2 separate regions of the Arabidopsis thaliana genome follow, and region 2 is linked to region 1. Evidence: chromatin contacts called from public ChIA-PET data. All regions are on one chromosome and are shown on one strand. Each heading gives the region's core, a stretch centred on a gene start, on an enhancer-like site or on the middle of the called end of the contact. The rest is flanking DNA. Distances are from core to core; before and after follow the strand shown.

Region 1 (6,856 bases), core at 2,616-5,115:
TCCTTACCACAAACCGCCAACAAATCCACACTTCCACCATCAACCAAGTAAGGTAGAGCTTTAAGCGATAGCAACAAAGTTATATGAGGCTCACTCTCCCTTACCCTACGGAAGTTCCTTACAACCATGTTGGTAGCAACAGTGACAGGCGGCCTAGTGTTGACAAGAAAACAGAGAGTTGGCCGGGTAGCCAGTAACTAATTTTGGGTTTCCAGTTCTCTGCATCAAGTTCAAACTCTGAACTAACATGGTTGTGAAACTCTACATATGTCATCTTCGGGTTCATACACATGGTCATGGCATAACAATCCTTTGCAACCACAAATTCCCAAACGCCTTTGTCTGAATATTCCCACGAACCAGCTATAACATAGACATTTACGTCTTCCCTCTGTCACAGTAACATATAATTTTGTTACCATTGCAAATGAGGCTGCAAAGCTAAATTGCAAAATTTTATACTTCACGCCACTATATTGTGAATTTGGTTACCAACCAGAACACTATACAACTTACATTAACATATGAGTCTAAATACTGAATGAAAACCGTTAGATTATGTTACATATAGCAATTAGCATCCATAGCTTACACATTTAGTTCTACTTACTTCTACTTTTCAAACAACTATATAACATTGTAAATCCTTAAAACTGCAATTCGGCTACTTATTACAAACTACTAGACAATTATTCTTACATGTGGGTTCATAGCTCCCCAACGGAGTCGTTTAGCGTTTCCTCTTGCACAAGTAAATAATTCCCTCTCTAGCACAACTTTTCCGTAACGAAATTTTGCAGTGTTTGGAAAATTTCTCCTAACCAAAATCACAACATGAACAACACTTAAATATATCCCAAGTGTTGCCCAAGTGTTTGCAAGATTACCTACCCCCATCATTGCACACACATTCATATACAACCGTGCCAAATTTGAGGCCACTGAACGGCGAACAGTGATCGACGGTAACAGATTTCGGTATAAAAAATTTTGAAATAAAGCAAATCCCGCCCAAACTAATCTTCATGTCGCAGAGGGATAATATCGTCATTCCATGTTCCACAAAGTGCCTAATCTCAAAAGTCTATAGATAATGTGTCTTTTTAAAAATTTCCGATCCAAAATATGACTTATCCCGTAATAGCTCCTATAAGTATGTTTTTTATTTTTACCTCCAAAAAAGACTTTCTAACATAGGTATTTTCAAATTAAAATATAAACAAGACATTTTTCAGCGCGCACACACAAAACTCATCCTTCAAACTCCATCAAACCAACAATACCCTTCGGCCTTCCTAAGTTACAAGTGAATCTTTAAGATTATTGGGCCTCAACAATTTCTCGGCCCAATATCAACGAACAAGACTATGTTACAAGCTTACAAGTAGACACTACTTTATATAAATTCTCACCAAAAATATCTTCAACAAATTATAAGTAAAAGCTGTCATACACTTTACTTCTGTTCTTTTCGGAATTGGAATCCAGCTATACACTTATTTCCGAATTCAATATGACGACAATCTGAATATGAAACAAACATATTTAATTTCATTACCTAAATATCAAATATCAATAACATCGTCTAAGTTGGTATTAACAACACAACATTAAAAAGTCATTGTTACAAAAATTAACTAAAACTTCCCACCAAACAAAATACATCAAAAAACGAATATATTATATAGCAGAAATTAATCTAAACTTAAATCTTCTTCTTCCTTAATATCCTGTCGGAAACTCGCATCTTCCATACTCTGCATATTCAAACCAATCAGCTTCTTAATTAGATTCATAAAACACACTTTAAAATATCTAATCAAACCCCAAAAAAAATATCATAGGATTCTCTTTAACACCAAGATGACGTAAACCCACGTCACATTAAACACTAGTGATCTATGTTCACGTGGGAACATTTGACCTCTGTCGTGTCGTCCACACAAAATTTAACCACACATACACTACCCTAAAAATACGCTACCCTAATCAGCGTAGTTTAGCATGAAAAGCCCCACACCAACTCTTAACATGCGCCACACACAAAAAAAAAGTTATACTTACTCGGTGGTTGGCTAACGACGTAAGCGGCGCCGCCGAAGTAACAACTCCCACCGGCACGACCCTTCTTCTGGTAATAACTATTGAAAGCAAACGAAGCGTGAGCCTCAAGTGTATCAGGACTATAACAGTTAGCACCAGGTTGAATAGGACGACAATCAGCACCACCTTCACCACAAGCATAATCTAAACCACCTTGTAACCTTTCTTCACCAGCATCACCATTAGCTACACACCAAGTATAACCATTCAAACTCTTCGACACGCCTCCACTCATCGGAGGCTTTGTAACCTGATCTCCTCCAGTGACCGGAGTATGACCACCGTCACGGTAATGTTTCAACCCCTCTGTTGTGAAAGGAATGTCGTAGACTTTCTTCTCATCAGGGAAGAAGAGACCATAGTTTCTCTCCGACGTTGGACCTAACTTCTTGTTCTCGTTGAACAGAGCGAAAAGATAGACCGTTAGATCTGCTTTAGGACGTAACGGTGTACCTCCACGTGTCAAGATCCGACGGATTAAGTTTCCGTTGTAAGAAGCTGCGTTAGCTAGAGTAGCTCCGACTTCATTCTCATCTCCTTTCGACGGCCAACCAGTTTCCGTGACAATGATTTCGATATCATCGTACTTTAAAGCCGACATTGCTGCGAAAACGGCGTCGATTTGAGCGTCGAAGAGATTAAAGTATCTCAAACCATTACCAGAATCAACCATTCCTGGATTCTCTCTAAGCAAAGCATAATCTAAAGGAATGACGTCAGAGTTTCCTTCATAAGCAAAGAAAGGATAGACATTGATCATAAGTCTTGAACCAGTTTCACGTAAGAAGTCAAGCATTGGTTTGATAACAGAGTCAATAAGTTCTGGTCGGAAAGAACCGGAGGAAGAAGGGTAAGAGTTTTGAAGAGCGCTTAAAGCAAGAGGAGAAGAGATTTTAATGTCGGAGTGGAGATTGAAACTCATAAGAGCTTTGTGAATGTTTCTCATTGCAGGGATCAAGAAGCTTGTAGTGTTGTGTGTATCAACGAAGACTTCGTTACCAACAGCTATTGATTCGATCTGTGTTGAAGGATGATAAGCTGCTACGTTGCGTTTGACCCATGAGACGGCGAAGGAAGTTCTTTTGGCGGCGGAGAAGAGTAACTCGTTGGGGAGATCTACGGTGACTTTGATTCCAGATCCGGATAATGCTTTGAGAACTGATGGGTCTGCGTCGAAGATTTTGACTCGCGTGATTCCTTGGGATTTTAGTAGTTGGACTACTTTGAATGCGGAGGGGAGTTCGTCGGAGATTCGGCCGTAGTTTACTCCGATGGAACCAGCATCTGTTAAGAAAGAAAAAAAAGACAGAACATAATAAGAACAGAGTTATACAAAAAAAGACAGAACATAATAAGAACAGAGTTATGAGAATGTGGTTTTGAAATGTAATGTTGTTGTTACCTGAGAGTGAAAATGGTGAGAGGAGGAGGAGGAGGAAGATGAGTGGTGTGAGGAGATCCATACTCAGCTTCTTGTGGAGAAGAGAGATGGAGAGAGAGATGAAGATTTGAAGGAGACACAGAGAAAGAGAGAGTGGTGTTGTGGAGAGTGGTAAAGAAGACTGGGTCTTATTATTATCCAGAAGAAATTAATAAGTGAATAATTGATTAGGTACTTATTTTAGTATTGAGATTTTTTTTTTTTCACATGTGACATGTCAAATAATGTGTATCATCTTTCTCCATTATCCCATATTTTCACATGTTGTTGCAGTTTGTATATATGCTTAGAGTTTACAGGTAATCATGAGTGGAATTGATGGGGTTTTTATGGATCTGAATCATTTTTTTTTTTTAGTTGTTCAAACTAAACTAATTGATAGATAGATTATTTGTTTACTACTCTTTGTTTAGAGAGAATGATATTGTTTATGAGTAAAGTTCATTTCTGATTATTTTATTATTGGTAGCAGTATGTAGATAATAGTGTAGCTGTGTTTAGATAATAGTGTGATGGTCATGAAATTTCTTCTAGATTCTTTTAAGTTTTAGTCATTTGTTCATATCAATGAGTATATGACTATGAATAAGTTCAAAAATAAATAAGTAAAACAATAATAGAGGTAACATTGCACGCCGACCCCACCAAGTTTGGGTTAAAAAAAACAAAAACCTATATTTGCTGGCTTTTCTCTAACTGTAGAAAAAACCAAAACCAAGATTAAAACTTAATTTTTAGGTGTTTTATAAAACATATAACTTTATTATTAATCCAAAATGCAAGTTGGAATAAGAAAAAAAATGAGTCAATCACTTAAATTAATTCATAATTTAGTGTCAATTTATCACTTTTTTTTTTTGATAACATATATACAAGTAAAAGATAAAAGTATTTTTATTTCTTGTAGACTTTGGTTGAGAAGACAAATGTTAGTTGTGTAAAAATGTCTAAAGATTCCTGACGATAGCTACACAAAATTTAAGAAATAATAGTAGACTTTGAATTTGCTTAATTTTGAAGGGATCGAGAAAGTGAGCAAAAAAGAGTGGCACCCACATGACAGAAAATGAGCCGTTTGCGGACCACGATGCCTCATGCCTTGGACTCACGTAGTCTCACTGTTCATAAAGGGCCCATTAACCTCATTGCTCTTGTCTCCTTCCACACGTGTGTGCTCGTGCGGTCGTGCCTGTACTGTTAGTGTGAATGAAGGCTATTAATAAATGGTTACACCATAGCCTCTCTTTTTTTTTTTCGACAATAAAGCCTTTTTTTTTGGGGCAAAAAGAAACTCTGCTAAAAAAACACTTATTTCTACTACGGAAACAAAATGAGTAAAGAAATCGTCATTTGTTGGCAAGTAAGTTAATTACTTTTAATAGTTGTGGTATAATATATTTTTTTTTGAAAAAAATGTCAAAAAAATTGAAACTTTTAGTAAATTTTTAAATGAAAAATGAAAAAAAATATGAACTTTCAAGGGAAAATAGTCAATTAAATCTATAAGTATTTATAATTGACAAATTTATTCTGTAAATATCATGTATACACAATAATTCCTCAATTTAATATTGACGTCATAATTTAAGACATAAATTAGTCAACGTTTAACACTTTAACAAAAGCGTTAGATATGTTTTATTTAAACCTACTCATTCCGTTTCATAATATAAGTTGTTTTGGATCAAATTTTTTGTATCACAATTTAAGTTGTTTTCTAGTTTTTATGCAAATTATATATTATTTTAATATTTTATGATTATTTATATTATGCTGTTTCTTCTATGATTATCTGAACTTTTTAAAAGTAAATATTCTTAATCTGCATGTTTTTAGCTAAAACAACTTATATTGTGAAACGGAGGGAGTATCGAACTAACAAAAAATTATTTCTACTACGGAAACAAAATGAGTAAAGAAATGGTCATGCAAGTAGGTTAGTTACTCGTAATAGTTGTGGTATAATATCTTTTTTTGAAAAAATGTTGAAAAAATTGAAACTTTTAGTAAACTTTTAAATTAGGAATGAAAAAAATTTGAGCTTTCAAAGTTAAAATGGTCAATTAAATCTACAAGTATTTATAATTGACAAATTTATTCTCCAAATATCATGTATACACAATAAATTAGTCAACGTTTAACATTTTAACAAAAGCGTTATATATGTATTATTAAAACCTACTCCCTCCATTTTATAATATAAATTGTCTTAGACCAAATTTTTTGTTTCACAATATAAGTTGTTTTCAAATTTCTATGTAAATTATATATTATTTTAATATTTTACGATTATTTCTATTATCCAGTTTTTTTATTGACTGAACTTTTTAAAAGTAAATATTCTTAATCTGCATGTTTTTAGCTAAAACAACTTATATTGTGAAACGGAGGGAGTATCAAACTAAAAAAAATCGCAAATCCCAGTTTTCTCCCAAATTGAACACAAACCCCTAGGTGATTTTCTAACAAAATCAAAACAAAGAGAAATTAATTTCACATAGCCTCCATGAACAGAAAATGACTCAAGCTTCCAATTCGAAGGCAATCTGAAATCCAAACGAAAGCCATTGTTGAAGATGAGAGATTGGAAACTGAAATTGAAGACGAAGGAGATGAATCATCTCACGATTCTTGTGTAAACGAAGATGATTGCCCAGTTATTGTTGAAGATAACAGAGGATATATAGAGGTAGAGATAGATCCAGCTGAAAAAGAAAGATTTTGGGCTTGATGCTAGTGTAGATGCAACTAGTATTGACTCTGACAGCAACGGGGATGATATTTGGGACGACAAGAAGATACCAGATCCATTATCATTATCAGATGATGAAGAAGAGAAAGTAGAAAGACCATTCACTTTTAGAGAGAGTTGTGATGATCTATTAGCATTGCATAAGACATTCAACAATGCAGATGAAATCAAGAATGCACTATTGAGGTATTCACTTAAAACTCAATACGATATCAAAATGTACAAGTCATCGTCAAATAGGCTTGGGGCAAAGTGCACACAACACATCAAAGAAAAATGTCAATGGAGAGTGTATTGCTCATTTGAGAAGAGGAAAAATAAGTTAATGATATGGATCTTTCAGAATGAGCATATTTGTGTAAGGTCTGGTAACACAAAGCTTTTGACGAGTGGAACTATTGTGCAACTTTACGAGGAAAGGCTTAGTGTGAATCTGAAGATAAAATCTCAGGAAATGGTAGATGAAATTAAGAGGGGGTACAATATGATTGTTAGTGTGCATCAGTGAGCAAAGAGGTTGCTAAAAGCTAAAAGAAAAGCAAGTCATGAATCTCATTTTG
Region 2 (6,856 bases), core at 3,061-5,560, 35 kb before region 1:
GAGCTTAGCAAATCAGTTGCCCTATGCATTTACTGACCCAAAAGTGTGATCAAATCACATATACCGGTTGCAAATGATCCAATAAGAATAAATATCTCCTAAGGACAAAAACACGTTTAAAGCGTGGTAAACCTATTGGCTCAAAAATAAAAATCCTTAAAAAAGAAAAGGGACAGAAATTGGCATAGGTAAAATAGAAAAAATAATTACAAATGAGGAATCTCCCGAAGAGACTTTAGACATGACACAGAAAGAAATTCAGTTACCTGACAATTAAGAGATCTCAACTGGTTATGTCATGTCTAGAAGAAAATAGAACTGAAAGCAAATCGACGTCGATGATATTTTGCTTGCAACATAGCAGTTGATGTTATGGATGAGGATCATGAACCAACATCTATTGAAGAGTGTACACAAAGAAGTGATTTGCCAGAATGGAATGAAGCAATAGATGCAGAATTAAAATTTCTTGCAAAGAGAGAAGTGTTTGGACCAGTAGTCTGTACACCCGAAAGTGTAAAACCAGTGGGACATAAATGGGTCTTTGTACGAAAGAAGAATGAAAACGGTGAAATTGTAAGGCATAAAGTCGCACAAGGATTCCCACAAAGACCCGGAATTGACTATGAAGAGACATACTCTCTTGTGGTGGATGCAACTACATTTTGGTTCCTTATTAGTCTAGCAGTAAAAGAAGGACTTGATTTATGTTTGATGGATGTAGTCACAACCTATTTATACGGTCCACTGAAAAATGACATTTATATGAAAATCCCAGAATGATTTAAAATGTCAGAAGCAGTACAATCAAATTCTCGAGAACAATACTGCATAAAATTAAATCGATCCCTTTATAAATTAAAACAATCATGGTGTATGTGGTATAATCGCCTTAGTGACTTGCTAAAAGAATATACAAAAAAAGACTATGTTAGTCCATGCATCTTTATAAACAGATTTGGGAAATGATTTGTTATAATTGTAGTTTATGTTGATGATTTAAATATTATGGGAACTTCTGCAGAGATCTCCTTCACAGTAGAATATTTAAAGAAAGAATTTGAGAAGAGAGATTTTGGAAAAACAAAATTTTGTTTGGGACTACAAATTGAACACCTAAATAATGTAATTCTGGTGCATCAAGAGACATATACAGAAAATGTTCTCAAAAGATTCTACATGGATGGAGCAGTCCCCTTGAGTAGCCCAATGGTTGTAAGGTCACTTGATGTGGATAAAGATCCATTATGTCCTCGGGAAAACAATGAAGGAGTTCTTAGTCCTGAAATATCATACTTAAGTGCAAGTTCATGTCCAACTCGAAGACATTGGAATGGAATTAAACATATACTTCGTTATCTCCAATGTAAGAAAGACATGAGTCTGCTTTTTCCTAACCAATTTAGAAGATTTAATTGGTTTTGCAGATGCAGGATACTTATCTGATCTCCATAAGGTTTTGCAGATGCAGGATATTTATCTGATCTCCATAATGGTAGATCGTAAACAGAATATGTCTTCACATGTATTGCTATTTATTGGCGTTCTATGAAGAAAACTGTTGCAGCCACATCTTCTAATCATTCAGAGATTTTAGCAATTCATGAAACTAGCCGCAAGATTTTTAGCGTGTATGGCTAAGATCCATAGTTACCATATACAAAAAGATTGTGGTATCTATGCAAGGAAAAAAGCTCCAACAATTATGTACAAAGACAATGCAGCATGCATCGCACAACTCAAAAACATATACATCAAAGGCGATAGAACAAAGGACATCTTACCAAAATTCTTCTTCACACGACCTTTTGAGTTTTATGCTCAACTATATCAGTATCGCAATCAAGGGTGGCAGAGAGTCGAGGGTAAGCTATAGCGTAGACTCTTTAACAAGCCTACGAATAAAGGAATTTCACCTCCAAAAAACGTTTCAGTCAAGCTCTGTTCATTGAGTTGGACTCGGACATCAAAATGCAGAGTTCCTTTAGGAGATTATGTTAAAGACCAAGTGTCCAGGTTTTGCAGATTTCCCAATTTTTGTAAATAACTTTCTTTGTTTTGCCTTTTAAAATTCAAAACCTTAAACCATCTCATTCGACCTTAATTTGACACCCTTACATGTAACTCCTATTAGGAGGAAGCAGATGATTCAAATGAAAACTACACGACTCATGACTAATGGAAACACGTTTCTCTGAAACGTGAATCATCTTAGATAGATTTAAAGCAAAAGAAAGAGATGCAAAGTCCCGACTGAATGTTCCAGTGAAAGTGATCAGTCACGTTCACTAATGGCCGTCAAGTGCTCGTCGATCTCCTCTGTTCTCAGGGAACGGAAGAGAGGGTCATCAGCTCTCACAACTCCCACCTGCCAACACAACAGTAGCCAGCATAAATATTTACATGCCTTTTCACAAAGCTTTAACAAAACTACATTTCCATTGGTTTCTCCTTCTTTATTCCTAACCACGATACAACTCTGGCTAACACGATTCGACTCTGGCCAACATATATACAAAATACTACTCTTGCCAACATTTATACAAAAAGGAGTACAGATAGTGGAGAATTGACACCTCAATTTCAGTTGCTTTGAAGTCTTCTTGAAGAACAGATTGGAGAGCGGATATAGCAGTCTACAAAAGTTGATAACTCAAAGTCAGATATAATGGTCTAGGTCTGTCACAGAATTTTGGTGTTTTGTGCGTTCCTACAGTTTCTAAACCTAATATAAAACAATAAAGCTTTTAAAGTGCAAGCAAATGAACATTGCAAATGATCAACCTGCTTCCGATCTAAAATAAAGAAGGATTGTCCATAATTACCTGTACTGTTTCATCATATGTGAAGGCAGGGTTTTCTTTCATTTTCTTCTCCAAGAAATTGACTGCTTCTTGTTCTTTCATACCAGCACTAGTTGCCTGCATCATATGTTTGCTAACTTATAAGTGGAGAAACTTTATATAGAAGCCTCTGATCCTATGGAACATATGTACCACGTATGTGACTACATCATATTTCACAGGTTTACAGTGTGTAGAACTTTTGGTTTCACCTCCATGGTCAACCAGTAACTCTTAAAAGCAGATAAGTTTCTCAGTACAGTATCTGGTTAGGCAAGTGCAATATAATGTTTCTTTCTTCCATGTTAGCAAAGGCAGTAGTCTATACGAATATGCATGTAAGAGGCAGAGGCTTATCTAATCATAACAAGTAGGTGGTATTACCTTGTGACCGTAAAAATGTCCAGCTGGGTCACACTTGTAAAGTAGAGGTCCTCTCTCTTCATCAATACCTAGAACCATGGCAACTTCACAAAGACAAAGAAAACAAGAATCAGGATAAAACCACCACACAAGTAAAATGTATAAATAGGGATTAGGGAAACTTGCCTACTCCAAGGGGTCTCATGTAAGCATGTTGTGTGTAAACCTGAGACTTATCTGCAATCCTGTCACAGCACAATAGTTCAGTATTAGTAACTTTCATAAGTGTAGAGAGACACATAGAGTCTGTAATTAATTACCATTTAGCAAGAATATCTGCAGGCATCTCATAACCATATTGGAACCTAAACTCAGCAGCCTCATTCCTAGCTTGTTGTACCAATGACCTTGAATCAGCTGCAACCCCAGAAAGATCAAAACATGACCATAATGAACAAGCATTGTGATGAGAAATACAAACCTGTCATGCCAGTGGCTAACAATCCAAGGTACTTGGTAACAGGGAAAAGGTGAGATACACTAGACTGATCCAAAAGCTTGTCCTGCCCACAAATCATTCATCAGATCCCTAATTCAAAACCCTCACTTGAACAAAAACCCTAAGGAGTCAAAAGAGGACTCACCGGAACTTTCTTCTGCGTAACGACGCATACTGAATCTTTCCCTCGGACACCGATCGATGTGATTCCAGCTGCTTTCACGGCTTTGAAAGCATACTCTACAAAATCCGTAACCAGTAATATCAATCTCCGAAGTTATAAATTAAAAAAACAAAAAAGATAGAGAAATTGATTACTGACCGACTTGGAAGAGACGACCTTCCGGTGAGAAAATAGTGATGTGACGATCGTAACCAGCGCCGCTTCCTCTGCTCATCTTCTTCTTCTCAGAGAAGAGAACAACTCTCTTCCGAAATCGGAGATGGAATTTTTGCTTCTGTGTGATCTGTAGAGAAAGATGTATTATAGAAGAAAGCTTTCTTTGTCTTCAAGACAGAACCCAAAAAAAAATAGTCAATCTCCCAAAATACCCTTGAAATAATAAGTTAAGATTACAATTATCTTCGAAAAAACTCTAAAATACTCCCTGGGGCTGCAACTTTACATTTCACGTTAAAAGAATGCAGAATAATTATATAAAATTAAAAAAATACACAATATAATTTTTTTTGATATTATTAAACTTTTAAATTTTGATAAATAATATATCAAATCAAAATTCTTGATATGAGTAGTTTAACTATTTATTTTTTAAAAAATTTCAAAAACAAATGTTTTTACGTTTACAATATGTAAAATTGTAAAAATTGACTATATTACGTATTATTTTAAATTTCATATAATTATTTTGTTTTTTTTGGACATAGAGTATAAAGTTGCAAAATTGGACGGAAATTTTTTTTGCACAAAATACTTTAATTAACTAACGCCGCAATGAGAAGACGCCCGATCTTGCAGGATCAAGAACGAACTGAAACGAAACAAGTAAAAGAAGAACATGCAAACGACCTCGCGGCGAAGACAACCATGTTTACATTTGTAGATGAATCTACTAGAGTACTTAAGAAAGCCAAGAGTGAATACAAAGGACATAGGAGGTCTCTATTGTTGACAATGCAGCGTCAAGATGTAATTGACAGGTATATGAAAAGAGATAATATACTTTGTTTAGCCAAACCTTCAGGTGAATAACTAACTCTTGTTTTTGATGGCACTATCAACAAGATAATCCTCCTCATAGTTGGATTTTCTCTCTTTGTCTTTGTTTTTGTGTAGGTTGTATCAAAATGTATATATCGGAATTCTGAAACTCTTAACGAATGGCTACTGCTGACGGTTGTTTCTAGATGTGTCAAATGGTCCGTCCAAAGACCATTGGGCGTGTCCGTACGGACAGTTTTTTTATGGGCCAAGTTGGACGGTTTGGTCCGAAAAATGTCCATGCCCAATAAAGACCATGTCCATATGGCAAGCCCATGGTTAGCCTATTTTATTATTGTTATTATTGATAAATCAAAAATCATAAATTTAAAGAAAAATTGAGAAATTGCATTTTTCCGTAAAAATTGTAGAAATCGAAGACTTGTCTTTTTTCGACAAAATGGTAAAATTGTGTTTTTCTTACCAATACAATAAAATCACGATTTTGACGAAAAAATTATGGAATTGCTTTTTTCGCCAAAACGGTAAAATCGTAAAATTATTTTTTTCACCGATACAAAAAAATAACGATTTAACCGCTAAAACCGTAAAATCGGAGAATTGTGTTTTCTCACTAAAACTGTAAAATTGTGTTTTTCGCCAATATAATAAAATCACGATTTTGGCTGGAAAATTGTGTTTTCCCGCCAAAACCGTAAAATCAGAGAATTGCGTTTTCCCGTCAAAACCGTAAAATTGTGTTCTCGCCAATATAATAAAATCACGATTTTGGTGGAAAATTTGCAGAATTACGTTTTTCCGTCAAAATCGTAAAATCGGAGAATTGTATTTTTCCCGTCAAAACCGTAAAATTTAAAAATTGCGTATTCCAGAAAATTGTGGAATACTATCTTTCCTTTAAAATCGTAAATAATTTAATAAGAAATAATTCATTAAAATTTAAAATTTTCAGAAAAGTAAAAACTTATAAATGTAAAATATATTATTTAAAAATTATTTAGTTGTAATTGTAATTAAAATTATAAAAATACAATTAAATGAAGACATGTCTATTGACTCAATTCATGCCCATGGGCAGCCCGTTGTCCATATGGTCAAGCCCATATTATCCGTGGACAAAACTGGTCATATGCCCAATTAGACCATTTGTTTTTTGGTCCAGAATATAGCTCGTCCATATGCATTTGGTCTAAAGTTCAGAATTATCAAAAAATTGATAAAGTCGAGGCATTTCGAATTGTTTGTTGACACAGAACAAGGAAAACCTCTGAAATTATTTCAATATTGACGGGTAGGAGAAACGGTATTCTTTTCTTAAACTTAAAAAAATAGAGAAATAAGAACCAAGTCAAGATGGACCGGGCAAGCCCATGGACAAGTTGTTTTACACTAAAACAAGTTGTTTCCCAATCTTCATTAGCATTAAACCCAAGACCAGCATTTTGGCTACCTACAATTGGCTAAAACGTATCGATTATTTCTTATTTTTGACAATTTTTACCACAGTGTACTTAGTAGCTCAAACATTACAAAGTAATTTGCTTTGTTGCAAGTATATAGAGAGAGGGGAACATCCGCAAGTCGCAATGCTGACTCTAACTTCAACGAGATGAGTTTCCTGTTATCTTCTTGGCAAAGCTGCTTATGTCAAATGTATCATTGCCATTCTTTGTTATGACCCCCTGCATATACAAACACGTTGAGAGATTCAAATAAATGAGCATAAATATCTTCCAGAACAAGCAAGGCTGGAAAAACGAACTTTCTCGGTTATGATTCCTGCAATCAGCTCTGCTGGAGTCATATCAAAAGCTGGGTTCCAAACTGAGATCCCTGGTGCTGCAATGCGTTCACCAAGTCCTCCGTGTGTGTGCATCAACTCCTTTGGAGATCTTTCCTCTATCACGATTTCTTTCCCGGATGAAAGTGACAGATCAACTGAGGTAAGAGGTGCAGCAACATAAAATG

What was found. ChIA-PET counts read pairs in DNA pulled down with a chosen protein or histone mark.
Region 2: a contact with region 1 is called in an H3K4me3 ChIA-PET map of shoot, with 13 read pairs. The contact joins the promoter of PAA2 here to the promoter of AT2G05790 in region 1. A contact is called at or near these places in 14 of 26 Hi-C or Micro-C datasets (callus, cotyledon, leaf and 4 more), 1 of 2 datasets of contacts at active chromatin or transcription factors (shoot) and 1 of 3 other capture datasets (seedling).

Annotation. Positions count from the first base shown.
Region 1 is chr2:2,196,160-2,203,015 of TAIR10.1, reverse strand. It overlaps AT2G05790 (O-Glycosyl hydrolases family 17 protein), which reads right to left and starts at 3,865. Exons shown (of 3, transcript NM_126593.5): 1 at 3,506-3,865; 2 at 2,065-3,387; 3 at 1,413-1,757. The coding sequence starts at 3,566. The coding sequence ends at 1,723. AT2G05786 reads left to right here and starts at 4,611. Exons shown (of 1, transcript NM_001124807.1): 1 at 4,611-4,745. The coding sequence starts at 4,611. The coding sequence ends at 4,745. It also overlaps the pseudogene AT2G05800.
Region 2 is chr2:2,231,473-2,238,328 of TAIR10.1, reverse strand. It overlaps PAA2, which reads right to left and starts at 4,310. Exons shown (of 9, transcript NM_126597.4): 1 at 4,028-4,310; 2 at 3,851-3,945; 3 at 3,688-3,769; 4 at 3,527-3,623; 5 at 3,393-3,451; 6 at 3,228-3,310; 7 at 2,826-2,921; 8 at 2,577-2,636; 9 at 1,859-2,368. The coding sequence starts at 4,103. The coding sequence ends at 2,276. AT2G05830 (NagB/RpiA/CoA transferase-like superfamily protein) reads right to left here. Exons shown (of 8, transcript NM_201699.2): 7 at 6,651-6,856; 8 at 6,180-6,570. The coding sequence ends at 6,490. It also overlaps the pseudogene AT2G05845.